Regions from separate parts of the Triticum aestivum genome. Here region 1 is linked to region 2. A link is a contact called in public HiCAR-type data. All regions are on one chromosome and are shown on one strand. Each heading gives the region's core, a stretch centred on a gene start, on an enhancer-like site or on the middle of the called end of the contact. The rest is flanking DNA. Distances are from core to core; before and after follow the strand shown.

Evidence for each region. HiCAR-type assays count read pairs that join an accessible place to other places.
Region 1: a contact with region 2 is called in a HiCAR-type map of leaf, with 5 times the contacts expected there. The contact joins the promoter of LOC123165733 here to the promoter of LOC123165612 in region 2. A contact is called at or near these places in 1 of 5 Hi-C or Micro-C datasets (leaf) and 1 of 1 datasets of contacts at active chromatin or transcription factors (leaf).

What each region holds. Positions count from the first base shown.
Region 1 is chr7D:593,442,121-593,445,868 of IWGSC CS RefSeq v2.1, forward strand. It overlaps LOC123165733 (DIMBOA UDP-glucosyltransferase BX8), which reads left to right and starts at 2,043. Exons shown (of 2, transcript XM_044583449.1): 1 at 2,043-3,684. The coding sequence starts at 3,189.
Region 2 is chr7D:593,210,554-593,214,458 of IWGSC CS RefSeq v2.1, forward strand. It overlaps LOC123165612 (wall-associated receptor kinase 4), which reads right to left and starts at 2,135. Exons shown (of 4, transcript XM_044583297.1): 1 at 1,098-2,135; 2 at 1-430. The coding sequence starts at 1,995.

The DNA of each region.
Region 1 (3,748 bases), core at 793-3,292, 230 kb after region 2:
AAATAAATAAAATACTGAAAACAATAGGCATTTTTATTAAATAAATAATAGGTATAGATACTGAATATTTGGACGACACATATTATCTAAACGATCTCAATGCAATTCTGACTTTGTTAATGGCCCACAAGAAATTTTACATTACTCTACTCCCTCCATTGCTAAATATAAGTCTTTTTAGAGATTCCACAACAAACTACATACGGGTGTATATAGACATATTTTAGAGTGTAGATTCACTCATTTTGCTCCGCATGTAGTCCATAGTGAAATCTCTAAAAAGACATATATTCAGTAATGGAGGGAGTAATAGATAAACGTTTTACAACTCCCAGTCGAGAAGCAATACACTCGCGCATATACCTCTTGATGCCAAGTTTACAAAAAAAAATGAGGATAAACATGACACCAGCACGAAACTGACGTTTAGCTTTATCGCGACTCTTGTCGAATAACATATCTACCATTTTATCGTAGGAGTAACTCTGCTTTATCGGACAATAATCAGATGACTTAGTTCTTGATGGATGGGCTCATGGGCTGAAGCTTTAAACCTAATAAGTATGCAGACCAGTTAGGAATTAACACTTTTCTCTCAAAAAACAAAAACCTAACATTTATCCTATAACATGGGGCAAAATGTTATATCTCGCTTACAGCAAGACTAACATACGCCTCGCTGAATGTTTCACCCCCACGTGTAGGTACTGGGCTGGCCCATTTTCATAAAAAATTTCCTCGTTCGCTAGTTTCGATCGAGTTTGTTGGTTTTGTTAGCTCTTCTGCGTTCTTTCTTTTTCCTTTTTCCGTTTCTTCTCTGGTTTTTCTATTTTTCTTTGATTTTCCACTGGTTTTCTTTGTTTATGTCTCAATTTCACTTCTTTTTTTCTTTGGTTTTCCTTATTTTTTTTGTTTCTTTGTCGGTTTCATTGGCTTTCGTATACATGAGAAATGTTTCTTTCTATACACATTTTAGCATATTTCAACAACGTGATTATCCTTCCTCAAATACTTGATTAACACTTTACAAATGCTTGAGTACCATTTTTAAATACATGATCAAGTTTTTTCATACAGTTAGTATATTTTTTGTATACATGGTCAACATTTTCCCTATACACATTTAAAAAAATTCAAATGTTTGATTACCATTTTGAAATACATGATCAACATTTTCATACACATTGTATTGTTTTTATATACATATTTTGTATACATAAGGAAGAAACTCTATACACATTTAACATTTTTCAAATGCCTGATTAAAAAAATTCAAATACTTGATTAACAATTTTTTAATGAGATTACATTTTTAAATTCATGAAAAAAAATCATACACATTGTATATATTTTTATACATTTTTCGTATACATGAGAAAAAAAATCTATACATCTTTACCATGTTTCAAATGCTTTATTAACATTTTGAAAATGTTTAATAAACATTTTTTAGATACATGATCAACTTTTTCATACACATTGTATATTTGTATATACATGAGAAACATTTCTTCTATACACATTTACTAAATTGCAAATGCTAGATTAATATAGTTCAAATATTTTATAGAAAGTGTTTTTCGTATTGTATATACTCCCTCCGTTCGGAAATACTTGTGGGAGAAATGGAAATTCATTTCTCCGACAAGTATTTCCAAACTGAGGGAGTATTTATAATATTTGAAAGTATAACCAAAGGTAAAAAAAAGAAAGCAAAATACAAAAAAATAAAGAAAAAGGAAAAAAGAGGTTGTTGGCCTTCTGCACGTTGCGCCGGCCCAGTCTCGCCCTTGCTGTGGCGAGGCTGCCCAACGTCTACCTATAAGCGAGACATAGGCACGCCCAAAAAAAGAACCATACCCTTTTCCGTCTGGTCTTCCTGACCACGCAAAAAATTATGGAAAACGTTCTAAATAAACCGGAGGATTTTGTCTGTGCGTCCGCCGCCTCTCCCGCTTGACGCGTGTCCCTTTGGGGCCCACCATCGCTTATCCTCACGTAGCCTTATCTTCACGCGTAGCTCTCCTCCACACATTCGAGTCCTTCGTCAAGATCCATTCTCCTCTCATCCCCGCGCTGCACACTTCTCTGCACCGCGCGCACAGCCGCCGTTGCACAAGCCATTGCCATCTCTGGCCGTCATGCTCGCCCACACCAATCCACCGCCAACACGAACCGGGTGAGGAATGATAGCGACCATCGCAGCATCAGATATTGCCGCCACGTGCTTCATCGCAAGACCCCATCGTCCTCACAGCATCGGACGCCGCCGCCGCATGCGCACAGCGGTGCTGCAGCGGGGCGCTCGTCGGCGGCCCCCGGTGCTGCGATGCAGAGCTCGCGCGGAGGCCCGAAGCTCGGTGCTGCCACGAAACTTCGCAGACGGCTGCAAATGGAGCTTCACTGACGACTGCAATGGAGCTTCAACGCGGCGCCCGGAGCTGCGATGAGCACGCAAAGCTGCAATGAATCTTCACCGGCGCTGCAATGGAGCTTCACCGGTGAGCCCCAAGCTGCGGCGCGGCAGGCGATGCTACAATGGAGCTTCACCGGCGGCTGCAAATGGAGATGACAGGTGGCCTAAGCCGCGATGCAACGGGGTAAGCGCTGCAGTGTAGCACCGCCGGCACCGTCGACAACAGGAATGAAGCTTCACCGGCGAGCCGGAGCTGTGATGCGGTGGGCAGTGCTTCAATGGAGCTTCAGCGGCGGCTACAATGGAGCTCCACCGGCGGCCCTGAGTCGCGATGGAGTGGTGTTGAAGTTGCAGTGTAGCATCACCGGCGCCGTCGACGACAGCGATGAAGCTTCATCGGGGCTGCAGTGTAGCTTCATCTTCGGCAGTGGGAAGGGGGTGCGGCTCCTGCCGCTGAGCATGCAGTGCTGCGTCCATGTGGCGACGCGGTTGGTGGTCGCGTTGACCTGATCCAACGATTGTTAGGAGATGAATCCAACGACGCGCGACCTGACTAATTTTCCCCAAAAATCAGTCGGATGATTTGTAGCAGCCCCAAAACTTATTGAGAATCTAGTACGTCCAGGCCAGAAAGCGCATTCGACCAGGCATATGCCGCTCTGGACAAGAACCAAACTAGCTCTTGCAGGTCGGAGGGGACAGCGTCTCTCTCCGAGACAGAAACACCTCCTCTGCATCCACACAACGCACTCACGGACCTACACAGTCACCCATGGCGCCGAGCAGCACCAACCGCGGCCGCCGCCGCGTGGTCCTCCTACCGCTGTCCTACCAAGGCCACATCAACCCCATGCTGCGCCTCGCCGCCGCCCTGCACTCCCGCGGCCTCGCCATCACCATCCTCCACCCGGAGACCCGCGCGCCGGACCGCCGGAAGCTCCCGGCGGACTACCGCCTGGTCACCATCCCGGACAACATACCGCCGGAGCTCGCCGCGTCCGGGGACGTCGCGTCGTTCGTCTTCGCGCTGAACAAGAACTGCGCAGCGCCGTTCCGGGACTACCTGGCCGGCGCCCTCAGGGCGGAGGAGGAGGGGGAGGACGGCCGCGTCGCCTTCGTGGTGGCCGACGTCGACTGGTTCGCGCCGCTCTCCGTGGCCAGGGAGCTGGGCGTGGCCGCTCTGGCCCTCATGACCAGCAGCGCCGCCAGGTTCCTGGTGTACCTGGCGTACCCAAGCCTGTGCCACAAGGGCTATTTGCCCGTCCAAGGTACGTAAATACCAAATCGCCATTGTTGTGTTCTTTGCTTGGAGTTTGGAGTTCTACCTTTTTT
Region 2 (3,905 bases), core at 885-3,384:
AGTGGGCCTCCTCTTTCAGAGTAAACAACGCCCAAGCATGTACTATTTGTGCTAACGCATGCATATCCTGATACGTTCTGTTGTGCTTCTTGGCATGTTAAATTTGCAACTGCCCAGTGCAGAGAAGCGGATTGCCCGGAAGAACTAGAGCTGTACAGTTGAGGTCCTTCAGATATACTCATCATCCTGTCGTCAAATGGTGTTTCGTAGTAAACATCCAATAGCCCCTCATTAATATTTATGTACTTCACAGTGGGCACGATTATTGTCGGACCGCTGTTGAATTGCAGCGTAGACGTTGTAGGGTTTGTACAGTTGAGCTGAAATAACTTCCTTCCAAAACAACCGTATTCTATGCCAAAGGGAAAAGGAACACTAATATTCCCACACATCCTGGAGCAATTATTCCTCCGTTGATACGGATCGAAACCTTAGAAAGTATAAGAAAAACTTCAGTGCATTCGTCTTGAGTACAACTCTAAAAGAAAATCTAAAGTTGTGCCAAAACAACTGGTCACATGGTGAAGCCACTAGATATTTTCAACAAAAAGAAAGGAAGAATGTGTGCGGTCACATTGTTTTTGGGTCTATTGACCGACCGAAACTATGATTATAATTTTGATATTCTTGTCTTAAACCTATTTTAAAGACTAAACTAGACATAAGAAAGTAACACTCTTGGGAAAAAAGGAAGAAGGTATAACAAATAGTCCCTCCGTAACTTGATATAAGATGTTTTTTGAGACTATCTCACAGTGTCAAAAAATGTCTTATATTAAGTTATAGAGGCCATATAGATAAGGAATGAATGAAGAGTACTTTTAACATGCTCCCTCTTACCCCTTCTTTTCATATGAGAGGTAAGAACGTAAGAGTAAATCTGATCACTACTTAATCAAATCAAGGGCTCAGATCTATTATGGACTCTTACCTCTCATGTGAAAAGGGGAAGTAAGAGGGAGCATGATAAAATTTGCCATGAATAAAATAAGCAATTTAAGGCAAGAGACATTGTTAACAAAGTTCAGAAACCCGACTGCACACGCTATAAAACCACAAATATGTTTGATACTTTGACCGGAGGTGGGAGTAATTACCTCTATCACGGGAGCAGCCATCCAGTATATAGGGATTGCCTTGGTAACCACTATCGCAGAAACAGAGATAGCCGAGAAATGATAACTCGTTGGACTGTGTATATCCGCTGTGGTTGCTGCGACATGCATAGTCTGACCTATTTTGCAAGCTGCCGGCCGATGATTGTTGATCGTCTCGTATTACCCAGGACAGAGCAGCGTGATCACTGGTTATATTAATTGTATCCCACAGGAGGCCACGGGTACTCTTTCCCTCCAGTTTCAGCTTCCCTATCCTCCGACGGACAAATCTGAATTGGAGGCTGGTGACCATGTTCTCGATGACGACGGAGCAGCATCCTGTACCGTTGCAGGTCTGTCTAGCCACCGCATCCGTGATGCCTTCTGTAGGGCATGTCACTGTACAACTCCCCACCATCGTGTTGGAGGAACGTTCGAGCATGTAGGCGTCGAAGTTGCAGCCTGTTATGTTGAGTATGATGACCGGAAGAAAAAGAAAAGATTTCCCAGGAAACCAGGATATGTTGTACACGTCGGCGTCAGATCTCAAGGAGATGACATGGGAAAATGCTGCAAGAAAATCCGTGTTCTGATCTGTACCAGAGACATCGGAGATGATCTCCGTGACTCCGTCTTGCAAGAAAAGCCTGGGAGCAGCAGCCTGCGCGGAGCTGTTCTCGACGCAGCGAAGGTCGAAGTCCGGCTGCCGGGAGCAGCCGGATCCGATGCCGAAAGGGTAGTCGATGCTCAGGTTGCCACAACTCCTTGGACAATCGGCGAGCGTGGCAGTGGAAGGAACCACCCTGTTCGCTTCTTGGCTTCTTTGTAAACCCACCGTTGTCGCCGGCCGGAGCAACAGCAGTGCGAGCACAAAGCGGAGTGCCTCGGGGAGCTTCATCTTCACCGCAGAGTATTTCGGTCTTGGGGAAACAGATGCGTCTATAGAAAGGCTAATTTTTGATTGGCATGGCCTTTCATGGTGTGCTTTATGGAGAGTTTATTCTTCCGCTCTATCCTCACAAACACAGTACAAACACCGACGCTCACAAATATGTCCGTGGCCAGTTTAGGATGCCGGGTTGGGTCACATTTTTATGACCGGAAACTGACCGGCTTCATTCGGTTAGTTTGAGTGAAGCTGTAGATGCTCTAGCATTAGGTGTGTTGTCTATACCGAGTCGGTTCGCGAGCCAATTAGTGCATAAGAGCCAAGGGACTTGACATTATTAGCTGTGTTTAAATCATTTTTTGATCTTTGAAAGGAAATTCTGCACATATATTGTGTAAATGTAGCGCACTATGTTGGCAAAAATGGAACGTGTAGCACATTCAACCCATATTCTACATTGTAGCACTTTTGTGGTTATTTTTGAAAGAGCGGCACCATCGCAAAAGTAAATAAAAACAAAAACCGGAAAACAAAAACAATGAGCCGCTCAGTCCTACTCCCTCCGTACCGGTGCATAAGTCGAAAAATCAAATAATCCCAAAACACTTAAACGCTGTGCGTTAATTGCCACCTCATTTCTTGTTTCTTGGCCTGAATAGACGAATCAACCAATAAAAGACATGGGGCGTGTATATTTTTAATGACTTGAGACTACCTAACACAACATGCACGGATCAGTTCATTACATGCAATAGTATTATAATTAGCAAGTAAAAATTAAGTTATCTCCTTTTCTCCTTCATCTTGATCGCGGTTGACAATATAAAATGAGTTATGCACCGGTACTGAGGGAGTAGCATGAACTTTCAAAGCCAAAATGAAACAATTTTCTGGCAGTAACATGAACTGACACGGCAAGTGAACGATTAGTGGCCCTTTAGCAACTACTCGTCACTTTCAAACTTGCAAGGACCCCGCATATACCAACTGTTCAACGCCCCCTATTAATGGGTTTGAAAAAGATGTTCTACCAGCTGTAGGTTGGCACATCTGATGTAACACTTATGGTACAAGTCTTGGATATTTGCTATTTGATACAATAATTCTATTCAAAACATCACTCTCATGTTGACTGACTTGCTTTAATATTTCGTTTCATTTCCATCACGGGAAGCTTCTGCCTCGGTGGATGACAACGCTGTCTGGTCAACGCATAGGTGGTTGTAGATTGTTCTGCATTAGGCTGGTTGTAATGATAGTATCATAGCTAATATCATGCATGTCAACTAGGCAATTTTGATGAGGTGACATAGAATTAAATGAAGAAAGAGAGAATTGAGTATCATATCATGAAAAATGCTATGCTACTATGTGTCATGCATGACAATAAATAAAGTACTACATGATACTAATATATGATACTAAGCATTAGGATGTAGTATCATACACTAGCATCATATGCATGATACTAGTATATGATACTCCCCATTATAAACCAGCCTTATGCTGGTCGTAATGGTTGTATCATAGCTAGTATCATGCATTGCCAACTAGGCAATTTTGATGAGGTGTCGTAGAATTAAATGAAGAAAGGGAGGGTTAAGTATCATATCATGATACCGTATCATAATAAATGCTATACTACTAGTAGGTGTCATGCATGGCAATAAATAAGGTACTATATGATACTATGCATTAGGGAGGTAATATCATACACTAGTATCATATGCATGATACTAGTATATGATACTCCCCATTACAACCAGCCTTAGCCTCGACTGTTTGGTCGGTATGTCCGAAATTACTGATTAAGAAGCATTCAAGCATTCTTTTTAAATGTCACTTCCATCTTCCTAGGTTACGACAAGTGACACACATCACATTGAATGTGCACCACTTATAACCTGAAAATTTTCTTT